Regions from separate parts of the Callithrix jacchus genome. Here region 2 is linked to region 1. The links are chromatin contacts, called in public Hi-C maps. All regions are on one chromosome and are shown on one strand. Each heading gives the region's core, a stretch centred on a gene start, on an enhancer-like site or on the middle of the called end of the contact. The rest is flanking DNA. Distances are from core to core; before and after follow the strand shown.

Evidence for each region. Hi-C and Micro-C count contacts between places; a contact is called where the count stands out from the background.
Region 2: a contact with region 1 is called in a Hi-C map of skeletal muscle, with 5 times the contacts expected there. The contact joins two enhancer-like sites. A contact is called at or near these places in 2 of 3 Hi-C or Micro-C datasets (both in skeletal muscle).

What each region holds. Positions count from the first base shown.
Region 1 is chr5:45,996,645-46,004,572 of calJac240_pri, forward strand. No RefSeq gene overlaps it. Among named protein-coding and RNA genes, the nearest start is that of PTPN1, 48 kb to the right of the region's middle. Within about 2 kb of position 3,612, at least 2 of the 16 cell types and tissues checked have an H3K27ac peak or open chromatin away from gene starts, as enhancers often do. A contact at or near this core is called in skeletal muscle, where this site is marked.
Region 2 is chr5:46,126,533-46,134,460 of calJac240_pri, forward strand. RIPOR3 (RIPOR family member 3) reads right to left here. Exons shown (of 22, transcript XM_078371988.1): 20 at 5,108-5,191; 21 at 2,767-2,857; 22 at 1,179-2,288. The coding sequence ends at 2,188. Among named protein-coding and RNA genes, the nearest start is that of PTPN1, 82 kb to the left of the region's middle. Within about 2 kb of position 3,054, at least 5 of the 16 cell types and tissues checked have an H3K27ac peak or open chromatin away from gene starts, as enhancers often do. A contact at or near this core is called in skeletal muscle, where this site is marked.

The sequences.
Region 1 (7,928 bases), core at 2,362-4,861:
CAAAATTATTTAACATAAAGCCTCTTTTATAATAAAGTGTCCAATATTTCATGTAAAATTATTATACTCCATATCGCTAGCCTGAGAAAAGATTAAAATTCAAAGTATGATTTTTTTTTTTTTTTTTTGAGACAGAGTCTTGCTCTGTCACTCAGGCTGGAGTGTAATGTTGCGATCTCAGCTCACCGCAACCTCCACCTCCCAGGTTCAAGTGATCCTCCTGCCTCAGCCTCCCAAGTAGCTGGGATTACAGGCATGTGCCACCACACCTGGCTAATTTTGTATTTTTAGTAGACATGGGGTTTCTCCATGTTGGTCAGACTGGTCTCAAACTCCCGGCCTCAGGTGATCCACCCGCCTCGGCCTCCCAAAGTGCTGGAGTTACAGGCATGAGCCACCATGCCCTGCTCCAAGTATGATTTCTACCAAATGCGTACCTCTTTCGTAGCATCGTAAAGTCAGAAAAATCCTAAAACAAACCATTGGAAGTGGAGGATCATCTGTGATGGAAAAATTTTTTAAAACACAACAGTAAAGAGTGGAACCGTGACAATGATTTACAACCATGCAATTTACAACCGTGCAGCGCACACACAGTCCAATGCCCTGGCTTGGGGGAAGGAAAGAAACAGACTGTTTACTGTGGTTTTGTTAGAAGGATGAGACAAAAAATAATTTTTCTTTTCTCTTGTTTGATGTGTTTTTTTTTTCTAATCTTCTTTAATAAGCATGGTTTCCATTTAAATGGGAAAAAATAACGAATCTAGGAAAGGAACCCACAAGCCCTTTCTGTTCCATAGTGTTTTCCCACAAACTGGGGCAGGGGGTGGGGCAGGTGGGTGTGGCAGGGTGGCCAGAGAAAGAACTGCCCTTTAGAAATTAAGCAAGAGCAGGAAAAGCATCGTGTGCCAGGCGGGGGTAGGGTGTCAGCCTGACCAGGGGAAGTTGTGGCGCCTAATGACAAAGCAGCCCCTCTCCCACCTCTGGGCATGGCAGGACATGCTGGATGCCCCCACTCCCAGAAAGCCACACCAGACCCCAAGATGAAACCAGCAACCCTGCCTGACGCCACAGCCCTGTGGCGTTATGTTTCCCTGCAGCGTCTGTAAAGAAAGGACCTCACCACCTGCCCCTACTCCCATACGTTACCTCGCCTCACCTGCCTAGACCTGAAGACCTGCCTGCAAGCAGTAAGGTACTACTGTTAGCCCCATTTCACAGAGGGGGAAACTGAGGCTCAAAAGGTGTAATAATTACTGAAAAAGGAAATAAGAAAAGAAAAAAAAGGTGCAATAATTTGCCCAAGGTTGCCCAGTTGATCAATGACAGTCTGAACTTAATACCACTTGGGCCAGACGCAGTGGCTCAGGCCTATAATCCCAACACTTTGGGAGGCTGAGTTGGGAGGATTGCTTGAATCCAGGCATTCAAGACCAGCTTGGGCAACATAGTGAGATCTCATCTCTACAAAAATTTAAAAATTCATGGTGGCATACACCTGTATTCCTAGCTACTCAGGAGGCTAAGGCAGGAGGATCTCTTCAGCCCTGGAGGTTGAGGCTGCTGTGAGTCATGATGATGCCACTGCACTACAATCTTAGTGACAGTCACACACCCAAACTCACACACACACACACACACACACACACAGATTTTAACACCATTTTGTTTCATCCTTGTTTGTGGTGTCTGTGATTTGTCATCTTTTCATTTCCACTAAAGTAGAATGGATGGATGGATTAATGAATGGATGGATGAGTGATGGATGGATGAATGGGTGGGTGGATGGATGGATGGATGAGTGGATGGATGGATGAAAGGATGGAAGGATGGATGGATTAATGGATGGGTGAGAGATGAATAATGGATGAAGGGATGGATGAATGGATGGATGGGTGGATGGACGGATGGATGGATAGATGGAAGGATGGACAAATGAATGGAAGGGAGGATAGATGGAAGGATGGGATGGATGGATGAGAGATGGATGAATGGATGAATGGATGGATGGGTGGATGGATGGATAGATAGATGGAAGGATGGACAAATGGATGGAAGGGAGGATAGATGGAAGGATGGGATGGATGGATGAGAGATGGATGAATGGATGGATGGGTGGATGGAAGGATGGATGGAGGGATGAGAGATGGATAATGGATGGAGGGATGGTGAATGGATGGACGAGTGGATGGATGGAAGGATGGGTGGATGAATGGAAGGATGGGTAGATGGAAGGATGGATAGATGGGTGAGAGATGGATAATGGATGAAGGGATGGATGAATGGATGGATGGGTGGGTGGATGGATGGAAGGATGGACAATTGGATAGAAGGAAGAATGGATGAATAGAAGGATGGGATGGATGAATGAGAGGTGGATGATTGGTGGCGGAGGGATGAAAGGATGGATGGATAGATGGGTAGGTGGGTGAGGGATAGATGATGGAGGGATGAATGAATGGAGGATGGGTAATTAATGAATTAATGGATGAATGAGTGGGTGGAGTGCATACGCACAACGAATGGGTGACTGAATACATAAAAGAACTAACTAAATATATAATGATGAAAGGCAGAGGGCACTAAGAGGGTGAAAGGATTTGTTCCTGGACATTGAATGTGCCCTTCGGAAAGATTGCAAACTGGCAGTTATCATGCTAAATTGGGCTGCAGACATATTTTGTTTGGTCTTCACAGAGTTTTTAATTTTTTGAGTTGTCTATTATTTTAAAATTAGGAAATTTCACATTAAAAATTTAGATTTCTGTTTTCTCTTGCAAAATTGGGCCAGCACCCATACCAGGAAATAATATACTAGGACTGGCAGGGCTGAGCCCTCTGAGACAACACAGTTCTCACTGCTCCACAATGCAGCCCTGATGGAGAGGTTGAGTGTCAGCTATCATTTATCATGACAGTTTGAGCTGGTGTTTTTCTCAGTACCATTACAAGGAAAATGAAAGATGTCTTACAGGTGGCTTTTCATCAAAAATGGAAAATAAACTTAGGTAAAGAGGAAATTGGAAGAGAAGTATTTCTTTGCAGCCATGGAGAATACTCCTGTGGACTGGATGGACCAGCAATGCACCTGGCCTGAGTGGTAAGAGGCACAGATGCTAGAGCCTGAGGGCCTGGGTTCAAGCCCCTGCTCTGCTACACACTGGCTGTGTGGCCTTGTGCAAGTCACTGAACGTCTCTGGCCTCAGTTTCCTCATCTGTAAAGCAGACGTGGCCTCAATCCCTGCCTCACAGGGTGTCCATGATTTTCTCCGTGTGGGGACCTCTAGGTGTGAGCTGCTATGATCTCACACAGGGCTGGCTCCCGTCGTGTATGTGACCTTCCCACCCTGAGCATCCATAGCAGCGGCTCTCAATCAAGGGCAATTGTGCCCCCCCCCCCCGCCAGGGGACATTTGTCAATGTCTAGAGACATCTTGGGGTTGTCGCAACTTGGGTGGGGAGGGGCTACCAACATCTTATGAGTAGAGGCTGGGGAGACTGCGAACATCCTACAAAGCGCAGGACAGATTCCTGTGGCAAAAGATTGTTCTGCCCCGTGTACTCCAAGCTGAGGCTGCAGAACCCAGATCTACAGGAATCCAAGTCCCCAGAGAGGCTGAGCCATGGCAGGATATCAGGAGTCCCTGAAGGCTGCCAGATGTGGCAGGAGCCATCCCATCTGGCCAGAGCCAGTCAGCCCTCAGGATCATCAGGCCCCCAAGTTCTGTCCCCTCCCAGGGTGCCTGGCCCCAGCTGGCTCCCAGTCCCACACAACAGGCAAGAAATGTGTCCCTAGCGTCTCCTGGTGGCCTGGCCCTAAACTACATAACGCTTTCCAGCCAGTGTGGTGCCAGGGGAGGATGTTTAATCCAGACTTGTTGGGAATGTGGGAATTTAAGGTCATGGAAGGCAGCAGACAACGTTTCAAAGACGAATTGGCATGGGTTTGAATCTTCGATCTTCCAGTGACCATGTGGGAGGCCTTGGACAAAGCCCATGGTTCTCCTGGGCCTCAGTTTCCTCATCTGTAATGGGGATGATGTCATTTATGTCACAGTTTCGTTGGGAGGATGAAATTAAGTAAAGTGCATGAAGAGATGAAACATACAAGATGCTTCACAAGCCTCCTCAGATACTTGCTATTGCTGTGTTCATAGTAATTTGCGGCCACTTGTGTTTGATGAACTTCCAGCGTACCCAGAGGGATTTTTTTCAATAACTATCAACAAATAATTCTGCTGCAAAGAAATACAGATATCAAAAAGATGTACAATATATTATCAAGTGATCACAGGCCTCAGAAACATCGTATACAATGAGATCCCATTTTTTGTTTGATCTGTGTGTGTGTGTGTGTGCGTGTGTGTGCGTGTGCACGTGTGTATGTGTGTGTGTGCGTGGAGAGAGAGAGAGAATCTTGCTTGTTACCCAGGCTGGAGTGAACACCACTCACTGCAGCCTCCACCTCCCAGGCTCAAGCGATCCTCCCACCTCAACCTTCCAAGTAGTCGGGACTATAGGCACCTGCCACAATGCCCAGCTAATTTTTGTGTTTTTAGTAGAGATGGGGTTTCATCATGTTGTCCAGCCCAGTCTCAAACTCTGGGACTCAAGTGATCCTCCAACCTTGGCCTCCTAAAGTTCTGGGATTACAGGTGAAAGCCACTGCACCCGGCCTGATATATCTATATTTTTAAAATATGTACATTTACAACATGTATGAGAAAAAAAAGACTTCATTACCTTAGTATATAAAAAGCCCTACAGATCAACAAGAAAATTATCCAAGAGAAAAACAAACAACTTGAATGCTTTGCTACCAAAAAAGAAATATAAATGGTCATTGAACATATTTTTAAATGTCCAAGTTAACATGTAAACAGCGAATGTGTAGATTAGAATGATGGTGAACACCTTTTTCCCCTATCGTCAAGGCCAAGATCAAGAAGTCCAATCATACCTGGCCTTGGCTAGAATGTGGGGAAACCAGAGCTCACGTAGGTTGCCGCTGAGAATGACGATTGGTAGGTACAACCTTAGAGAGCATTTAGGCAACCAGCGTCAAAATGTTTAAACGCACCTGTCCTATGACTGGGGGATTCATTTGCTAAGAATGCATCCCTCAGAAATAGCTCCAAATACACGGAAAGACTTCTGCAAAAGGGATACTAATTGCAGCATTGTTAGTTGCAGCAAAACCCTGGAAATACCTCTGTGACTATCACCAGAAAACTTGTTAGATAATTTATTATATTCACACAATGGAATGTGTGAAGAATGCTCTCCTAGTGCTGATCTGGAAAGTTCTGCCAAGGTACACTGCTGAGTTAAAAAAAAAAAAAAATCCCAGTGCAGAGCAGGGTGTGTGGTGTGCTTCTATTTAGAGAAATGAGTACAGGAATCCGTGCACGTGTTTGCTTATCTGCCTTCTAGATATCTCTGTAATGATCCCCAGGAAATGATAACCAGAATGGATTCTGGGGAGGGAAGCTTGGAGTCTTAAAGCTTGGGATGGGGGTTAAGGATCAGAGGGAAAAGACCCGCTTACAATCTTTTGGTATCTTTTGAATTTTTGCACATGAATACATTCCCTTATTAATTTTTAAAAATTAAAATTTGTCATGCATTCGTAGATGACACAGAGAAAAATACCTCAAAGGATGTGCTCCAAAGTGTCAACAGCACTTATCTCTGAGAGGCTGGTGTGAATTAAAAGTGACTTTTATTTTGTTCTTTTTTAAATTATTTATTTAATCAGTTATTTCTTTTAAGAGAGAGTCTTGCTCTATCACCCAGGCTGGAGTGCAATGATGCAATCACCACTCACTGCAACCGCTGCTTCCTGGGCTTAAGCTATCCTCCCACCTCAGCCTCCTGAGTAGCTGAGACTACAGGCATGTGCCACCATGCCCAGCTAATTTTTTATTTTTAATTTTTTTGTAAAGACAAGGTCTCACTAAGTTGCCCTCGCTGGTCTTGAACTCCTGGGCTCAAACGATCCTCCTGTCACAGCTTCCCAAAGTGCTGGGATTACAGGTATGAGCCACTGTGCCCAATCTGTTCTTTTTTAAAAATCCAGAGACAGGGTCTCACTCTGTCGCCTAGGCTAGAGTGCACACAAACTTCTCTAAATAGGCAGATTTTTGTCATTGCCAAGGACATTACAAAGACTGAGGTCAGGTGGTTGGAAATATAATCCATGAAAAATCGAGAATTAGTACAGCTGCCCCACCATGAATTTGTTGGACATAGAAATGCCAAGCTTCTAACTCAGATCTGAGTTCAAATTCTGACTTCCATTTACCAGCTGGGCAAGTTGCTCTACCCCATTGGCTTTAGTTTCCTCATCTGTAGCCTGAGACCACATTGCTGCTGTCAGGCTCAAGTGAGACCATGCCTGTGAAGCTCTTGGCTCAGGCATACTCAAAGACCCAGTGCGAACAGGCAGAAATTCTGCACACACCCCAAGGGTGACAGGAGGGAGGATAGGAGGGGGCCCTTTGCCGGACTGGGAGTCAGTGGGCAACTGGCTGGTCCCTGAGTCCTCAACAAACCAGCCAGCTCAGCGGGCGTTCTTCCGACAGTTTGGAGAGAGTGACACCAAGTGGCCAAGTCTGAAACTACACCTTCAGGCCGGAGGATTAGTCTCTCCCTGTCCCCTCCAGCTGCGGTCCTGAGCCAGGCAATGAACCTCCCTGAATCTGTTTTTTTCAGCTGTGAAATGGAGGTAATGCTGCCTACCTGGCAAAGCAGAGGTTGGAATTAAATGAGGTAATCCGCAGCGATTCTCTTCAGGGCCGCCATATTGCACAACTTCAGGGGCCCCATTCATGAAATTATACAACTTAGCGGCACCTCTGACAGGTGGCTGTCATTATTATTCCTCCCTCAACACTAAGTTTCCTTCTGTACTCCCCTAGAGCGAATCTGAAGCTGGGTCTCCCAAAGTATAGAAAAAGTACTAGTGAGGATTCCTGGGGAGATCTTGGTGGGCACAGCACCCCAGCATCAAATAACATTTCATTCTCTGTCAATCATTCTGATCAAACTGATCTAGACGACAATCTCAGTTTGGTAGAAACGTGATGTTAATGCCTTTCTAACACTTACCTGTCTCCCTTCCAAACTTTATGTTTGAGGGTGGGCCTCACACTTAGTGCCTTCAGAAGGCAAAATTATTTGGCTAGAATCTAATAGAGTTACATGATTTCATAATTTTACTTTTTGTGGTCACCTTCCATTGAGCGCAAGTGGTGCTGGTTTTCCATTTACAGTAGATGTGACAGATTGTATTATTCTCCAAGTAGTCATCCTATTGGCAATTCCCTGTTGGTAAAAGAGATGGGATTTTACCATGACCCTCCCGACTGAAGTCAGGCTTGGCTATGTGACTTCCTCTGGGCAACAGAGTGTGAGCTAAGCTTCCAAGAAGCTGCTTTGTCATGTGGTTTCTCTCTGCTATGAGAATGGCCTGCCCCAGGAATGGACTGCACCTTTAACCTGGTTTGGAGTAAAGATGACACACGGCCCAGAGTTGCAGCAACCCACAACCAATAAGGAATGAGAAAGTAACTGAGGATTCACAGTCTCGATATGAATGAGAAATCGACTTTTGTCATTAACAAGCTCCTGAGATTGTTTGTTATTGCAGTAAAACCTAGCTTGAGTTGACTGACGTTGTAGAGATATGCATCTTTATATCAATATAGTGGCCTGGTGCAGTGGCTCATGCCTGCAATCCCAGCACTTTGGGAAGTCAAGGCAGCCAGATCACCTGAGGTCAGGAGTTGGAGACCAGTCTGGGCAACATGGTGAAACCCCGTCTCTACTAAAAATACCAAAAAAAAAAAAAAAAAAAAATTAGCCAGGCATCATGGCTGGTGCCTACAGTCCCAGCTACTAAGGAGGCTGAGGCAAGAGCATAAGTT
Region 2 (7,928 bases), core at 1,804-4,303, 130 kb after region 1:
ACCTCAGCGTCTGGCGTGGACAGCGCCCTCGGGCTGGAATGCTTTCCTGACTGGGAGCTGATTGACCACCTTAGGCTTCAGCGCGTTTCCTTCCAAAACCCCCACTTGGCATAATTTCACAAACTTATCATCAGTGGTGTTTGAAGAACAGTTTTAAGTTGTAGTCTCAAAACTCTGTCCATTACCCAATTGCCTATAAGAGACAATGGTTAACGCATCTCAGTACATAAAGTCTATTTGATATAGAATTGACTTAGAAATAAGATAGTCTTTCATTTGTGTACAAAATTAAACAGTGTAAATTCCCCAGAAACTTAAACTTTTCGTTTTGAAGTAATTTGGGATTTGCAAAATGTTGCAAAAAGTACAGAGTTCCCCGGTACCCTCCAAGATTCCTCAGCTGTTTCAAACCTGACTGCATGGCCAGGCTCCCGAGACCAGCAACAGGATAGGCTGTGGTCACGTGGCTCCACAGGGGCCTGGGGCTGCAGATGTCAGTGTGGCTCCTACCGTTTCGGGTATGAAAAAGGTCATCTAAGCTTTCAAGAAGGAGGTTGCTCCAGGGCCACGGTCCCCAACCTTTATGGCACCAGGGACCGGCTCCATGGAAGTGTTTTTCCACAGACCTGAGGGTGGTGGGGGATGGTTTTGGGATCCACCTCAGGTCATCAGGTATGAGATTCTCATAAGGAGCACAAAACCTGGATCTCACAGTTCACTATAGGGTTCACGCTCTTATGAGAACCTAATGCTGCAGCTGATCTAACAGGAGGCGGAGCTCAGGTAATAATGCTCACTTCACCGCTCACCTCCTGCCCTGCAGCCCAGTTCCTAACAGGCCTTGCACCAGTACCAGGTGTGTGGACTGGGGGTTGGGGACCCCTGCTCTAGGCTAGTACTGCTGATGCTTCAGAAAAGAGAAGGGGGACTGACAAATCAGATGGGCAAAAGGGCGAAGGCCATGCTGCAGAATGCCCATATGGGGTGAGCACACCTGGAGCCTTCACCAGCATGTGGAGAAGCCCAGGGATGACGTTTACCAGAGCTGCTGCCTGAGGCCCCTCCTTCAAGTGTCCTCACAGTGCCCCATGAGACCACAGGAGTGACCCCCCCCATTGGCATTTGGGGAAATGTTTGTTTCCCCCAGAGGTATTTGTGGAAATAACCACTGTCTACTCTTTTAGGTAAGAAGTGAAACACCAATTAAAAGTTTAATTGAAATTTCAGAAAATTGAACATATGAACAAGGCAAATAAATACCAAGTTAAACCAAAAAAAGCACAAAATGTACACAGGAAGTTTGGATGAGAAAGTTCTCCGATGCCGTGGTTACAACACCTCAAAGCCTAGGCTCTCTACATTAACGGACTCTCAGGATGTGGTTTGCTTTTTTCTAATAGACTTAAGTAGGAAATCAATTTTCTTTCTTTAAAGCAACATGTTCTTCAGCGAACTCTTTCTTCGGGGCAGCTGATGGCTTCTGGAGCAGTTTATTGACAAAGCCCTGGACTGACTCCGAAGCTGGATTGCATTTGGGTAGCGAGCGGCTCCTGGGCTGATGTGGTGGCTTCTTCCCTTCGTGCCGCTGAGCATAGGGAACGTGAGGTTCACAGTCCAGCAGCCGCTGTCCGTGGGCTCCATGGCATGCTGGCTGCAGGTCAGGCCGAGAGTGTGGCTATAGAAACCCTGGCTTTGTGCCTTCCCACCTTCCCCAGCTCACCGGGGTGACAGCTGGCTGCTGCTGAGATGACTTGAACAGCCTCCTCCATCCCATTGTCTGTTGACCCAGAAGTGCTGAGTGGCAGGGAGGCCTGGAGTTCCATACCCTCATTGTGGAACCTTTTATTCAGGGCCTCACTTTACCTGGCCTTGGCCCTCTTATAGGTGGCCACCAAGTGCGGCTCGGCTCTGCATCTTGGGGAAAGTCACACACACCCTCAGCCAGAAGTTGGGGGCTCTGTTGAGGCAGTGCAGCCCCTGGAATGCTGTACTTGGCCTTGCATTTTTCTATCCTGTCCAAAAGACCAGCCTATGCCCTGGGTCAGTGGCCGGAGCCTCAGGCAGAGCGCTGGGCAGCTCACACTCCTAGAGGAGCAGACGGCACCATTACCCAGAGCTCAGGTGTTATATCCAGGCCAAGCAGGAGCAAAAAAACCGAGGTGAGATTTGCTCATCAGCCAGGATATTTTAAAATACTGTGATTTCAACATCTGCCTCCTGGCCAAAGACTTCTCTTTGTTCTGAGCAGAGTGTGTCCATCCTCTCAAAAGCTAACCGTCCTTTTTCACCTGAAATAGCAAAGGCCTCTGTCACCAGGTTGGCTCCTGCCGCCTTGGTGTTTCCTACTCTCCTGGGCCAAGGTGGCCTTAATGCTTAGTGACTGTGGGTCTCAGTGGTCTCTGCAAAGTGGTGGGGGAGGGAGTATGGGCAGGAGCCCCCACCCGGTGACTCTCGCTGCCCAGGGGCCTTGCTTTTACCTCTAGGATGTTCTGGCGAATCAGAACCCTGCCCTGGTTCTGGCCTCTGTCCCAAAGATCATAAAGTCTAAGAAGACAGCAAACACTCCCTGCCACCCCAGCCACGAACGAGGCCTGTCCTGGCAGAATGCTGCAAAGGGTAGAGGTCGGCTCTGCACCAGGGCTGCTAACGCTGCCTATCTGGGGTGCTCCAGAGCTGTTCTGCCTGCCAGGAGAGCTGGGTGTGGCCTCGCACAGATTCTAAGGGCCCCAGGAACCCCGCTGTCCTGCATGGGATGTGTTACTTTACCAAATGACAGTGTGGTTTCCCGGGCTGCCACCCGCACGGCCTCCAGGTCAGACTGGCACAGGCTGGCAATCTGGTCGATGCTTTCAATGCCCTGTTCAAGGTTGAGAGAGAGTCCTTTAGGGTGTATTCTCAACAGCAGGTAGAGTCCACTTAGTGGCCCTGCAAGGCCAGCCCTAGCGTGGTCTCTGGGGCCTCAACCCCTTCCTTTTCTGCAGGCTTCCAGGTTTCTTAGGTGGCCTCAGGTTCATGAGAGGTACCTCTGGACTCGAAGCGCCTTGCCTCTTCGGTCCTGACACCTGCTAGGAAGCCAGGCTGTTAGCAGAAAGCTCTGCTTCCTGGATGCCTGCTGAAAGGCCAGAATTGAAAAGGAAGTGGCCTGCTGCTTTCTGGACCTTCCTACCTCCCCCACGCTCTCCTTACCCTCCTCTCTCCAGGGCAGCCTGTGCCAGGACATCGCGTACTCAGGCACATACCTGGGGCTGCTCCTGCAGGCCCAGGACTGGCATGCGCTGCAGCGCCCTCTGCTGGACACCCGGCCCTTGCTGGTTTTCTGATCTTAGCCAGCTTCTCTCAGAATTTCCTGTTGATTCATCCCATAATGAATGGGACGAGTGAGTTTAATCTGTATGGAACTGTCTTTCATATAGCAACTGGCAACTCCAAATGCAGGTGAGGCTGAGGGAAAGCAGAAATCCCCTCACATTCGTGGGATTTGTGTGTGGGTTATATCAAGAGTCTCAAAAATGCTCATTCTCTGGCTCTAGGATTGGATCTAGCCTGAGGAAATAATTCAGAACTCCATGGCTTTTTAAAGCTTTATGCACAAACATGAAGATAATGACATTATTTAGGATGAAAAAACTATTTCCTATGACAGTGGGTAAGTAGGTTAAATTAAGGTATACACTTGATAGCCCCTTCATAAAGAATTCTAAAGTGGAAAAAGACAAGACATAAAAGAGGAGTCAGGCATGGTGGCTCACACCTCCCAGCATTTGGGATACTGAGGCAGGCAGATCACAAGGTCAGAAGATCGAGATCATCCTGGCCAACATCGTGAAACCCTGCCTCTACTAAAAATACAAAAATTAGCTGGGGGTGGTGGTATGTGTCTGTAATCCCAGCTACTCAGGAGGCTGCGGCAGGAGAATCACTTGAACCAGGGAGGCAGAGGCTGCAGTGAGCGGAGATTGCACCACTGCACTACAGCCTGGGTGACAGAGCGAGACTCCCGTCTCAAAAAAAAAAAAACTCTAAAGTGCTGCCAGTCTAACACAAAATGTTATTTTGTTGACTGCTTTTAAACTGTGTTTGGATCAACAATTTTAAATGCTCACACACACCCACAAACTTTTAACAGAAGCATACCAAAATGTCAACAGTTGTTTCTGCTACTTGCTGCTAGGATGATGGATAACTTACTTTTCTGTCTCTATATTTTCTATATTTTATACTTTTATACACACACACACACACACACACACAAATGAGCTGATTGTTCTTTAAAAGTTTTTTTTTGTTTTTTTTTTTTTTTTTTTTGAGACAGTCTCAGTCCGTTGTCCAGGCTGGAGTGCAGTGATGCAATCTCTGCTCACTGCAACCTCCGCCTCCTGGGTTCAAGCGATTCTCCTGCCTCAGTCTCCCGAGTAGCTGGGATTACAGGTGCCCGCCGCCATGCCCAGCTAATTTTTGTATTTTTAGTAAAGACTGGTTTCACCATGTTAACTAGGACAGTCTTGATCTCCTGATCTCGTGATCTGCCTGCCTCGGCCTCCCAAAGTGCTGGGATTACAGGTGTGAGCCACTGCATCGGCCCTTTAAAAGATTTTTAACTGAGAATTTAAAAACATGTAATTCAGAGCTCAAAGTGAGTTTCTGGGGCCGCCTGCATATTCACCTAGAGCCACAGCAAATGCCCACTAAGTATTGCTGTCAGAGTCTCTGGTACTGGAGCCATTTCTGGTCCCAGTGGAATTTTTTTTTCATTTTCAGAGACACAGTTTCATTCTGTTGCCCAGGCTGGAGTGCAGTGATGTGATCTTGGCTCACTGTAGCCTCTGCCTCCTGGGTTCAAGTCTCGAGTAGCTGGGACTACAGGCATGTGCCACCATACCTAGTGGGGTTTTTTTTGTATTATTAGTAGAGATAGGGATTCCCCATGTGGGCCAGGCTGGTCTCGAACTCCTGACTTCAGGTGATCCGCCCGCCTCGGCCTCCCAAAGTGCTTGGATTACAGGCGTGAGCCATTGCACCCAGCCCAGTGGAATCATTTTGAAGTTAACTAACCCTAACCACCAGCAGGCTTCTCTGTCAGCCACTAGTGGGGAAGCACCAGGCTCACCTTGAGCTGTTTGAGCGCCAGGCATGCAGCCTGCTGAAGCCTTGCGTCGTTCTCTGTCAGGGCATTTGTGTAGAAGAGCAGAGCCTGGGGAGAGGAGGAGGCTGTGAATGGAGGGGTGAGCAGAAGCAGAGTCCATGGTTCCAGGGTCCGTCAGCCACCAGGTGCCGACAGTAAGGCATGCAGTGCCCGCCCTTCTCTAAACAACATTCAGGTCATGATCTCTCCATCTTTGGGCCAGGTGTCCACAGTCACAAGATCTGTGCTGTGGGGTTTATTCCTAAAAACTGATCCCAGGGCTACTACAGTGGAGAAAGCTCTTTTTGTCTAATATTCTGGAAGTGCATTCTGAAACTGCTGTCTAAAATGCTGAATCAGAGAAAGATGCCCAGCTCAGAACCACAGAAGAACTGATGATACCGAGGGCATTGCCCTCCTCAACTGAAAAGGGGCAAGGCTGCTGCCCTGAGCCAGATGGAAACGTGCCTGTTCTCAGCGCCCCCTTCCAGTCACAGCAGTGACCCTGCCCCCTTCAGTCCATGACCGTGGCCACCTCAGTTCATCTCTTTGGGCCTAACGACTCCACTGAAAACAAAGTCGGCACTTGCTTCATGCATTGCTGTAGAGTTCGTCAGGAAGCACATGGGTTCATGTCCCGCCCGCAGCACAGTCCAGCTTCTGTGGCTGCAAAGGGAAGCCCAGGAGTTTTGCGCTCACTCAGTCAAGTGGCTGTGCCTTCAACTGCATGAGTGGGGCCAAGGAGGGCCCAGGCGCTGAGTTGGCTCCAGGGCCCAGAGCCAAACCAGAATGGCCACCTTTCCCTCTGCAGGTGGCTCTCCGAAGTGTCTGCTGCTTTGGGAAGACAGGGAGACGGAGTAGGATTGGGGCCCTCCTGCTCCTTCCTACATGGCATTGGTGAGGACTGTCAGGACACATCAGTGTGGAAGGTAGCCCTCTCCCTCCTCAGCTCCCCCATCTGAGGCTGAGCAATCTGTCACTGGGGTGACTCTGGCTCCCGCCTCAGTGTTTCCTGCTCTCTAAAGTTTGTCACATGAAAATGAAGGTTTTTGGGTTGTTGTTGGATAGAGTCTCACTTTGTCGCCCAGGCTGAGGTGCAGTAGCACGATCTCAGCTCACTGCAACCTCGGCTTCCCAGGTTCAAGCAGTTCTCATGCCTCAGCCTCCCAAGCTGGGAATACTGCCCACTGGCATGCACTGCCACTCTTGGCTAATGTTTTTGTACTTTTGGTAGAGATGGGGTTTCACCATGTTGGCTAGGCTGGTGTCAAACTCCTGACCTCAAGTGATCCACCCGGCCATGGAGGCCTTGTTTATAGTATGAAAAGATACCCATGTACCCCTAAACCACCCCCCCAGAAAAATACCCCTGACTTGAGTGGATGCTTGAATCCCAGCTACTAGCTTTCAGGACTACGGAAGACAAGATAAATGCATCACATTACATCCTGCAAGCAGCAAAGTCTAGCTATTCCAGGACAACCTGGGATCGTCAAGAAATTAACTGCAAGCAGAGAAAGAAATGGAACCTGGAGATTAAAGAGAAGTTAAAAGCCATCAGCTAGTCACAATGCATGTCCTTATGTAGATTCTAGTTTAACAAAAACAAAACGGGATACTTGAGGCTTGGGAATTTAGGAGTATGATATAAAGGAATTCATGGTGAATTTTTTAGATATGATAATGGTATTATAGTTCTGATTTTTGAAAGACTTTTTTTGGAGAGAGTCTCACTCTGTCACCCAGGCTGGATTGCAGTGGTGCAATCTCCATTCACTGCAACCTCCGCCTCCCAGGTTCAGGTAATTCTCTGCTTCAGCCTCCCAAGTATCTAGGATTACATGTGCCCACCACCACGTGTGGCTAGTTTTTTGTATTTTTCATAGAGATGAGGTTTCACCATCTTGGCCAGGCTGGTCTTGAACTCCTGACCTCATTGATCCACCCGCCTCGGCCTCCCAAAGTGCTGGGATTACAGGTGTGAGCCACTGTGCCCGGCCGAAAGAATTCTTAACCTGTTGACACATATAGTTAACTATTTAAAGTCAAATATGATACTTTAGGATGCTTCATAGTGATAGAGGGGAGTGAAGGAAGAAGGGGCAGGATTGGCTATGGTTTGATGGTGGTTAGGCTTGGCTGAGGAGGGCAGATGGATTTATTGTATTGCTGTGTCTACTTTCACATGTTCAAAAGACTACAAATAAAGAGGTAAAAATCACCACAAAATGTCCGGGTGCACTGGCTCACCCCTGTAATCCCAGCACTTTGGGAGGCTGACGCAGGTGGATCACAGGTCAGGAGTTCACAGCCTGGCCAATATGGTGAAACCTCATCTCTACTAAAAATACAAAAAATTAGCAGGGTGTGGTGGTGGGTGCCTGTGTAATCCCAGCTGCTCAGGAGGCTGAAGCAGAGAATTGCTTAAACCCAGGAGGCAGAGGTTGCAGTGAGCTGAGGTTGCACCACTGCACTTCAGCCTGGGTGACAGAGCAAGACTCCATCTCAAAAAAAAAACCCACAAAGTAGGCAGATGGGCTCCAAGGAGGACTGCTGGCAACAGAACTGGAGATTTCCTCTCCAGTCTAGAACTGAGACCAGCACTGTTGACTATGCCCTTGATGTCACCCTTCCTGCACCCCTGAGGGTGTGGCACCTTAACCATACAGTAGTCACAGGCCGAGAGTGAAAGGCAGAGGGGTCCATTCTCTTGTTTTTCAAATGTACTGAACACAATGACCCATTACCAGGTAGCCTCAAATATTAGTTGGAATTAAAGAAGAATGACTATCAAAACACTAAGAAC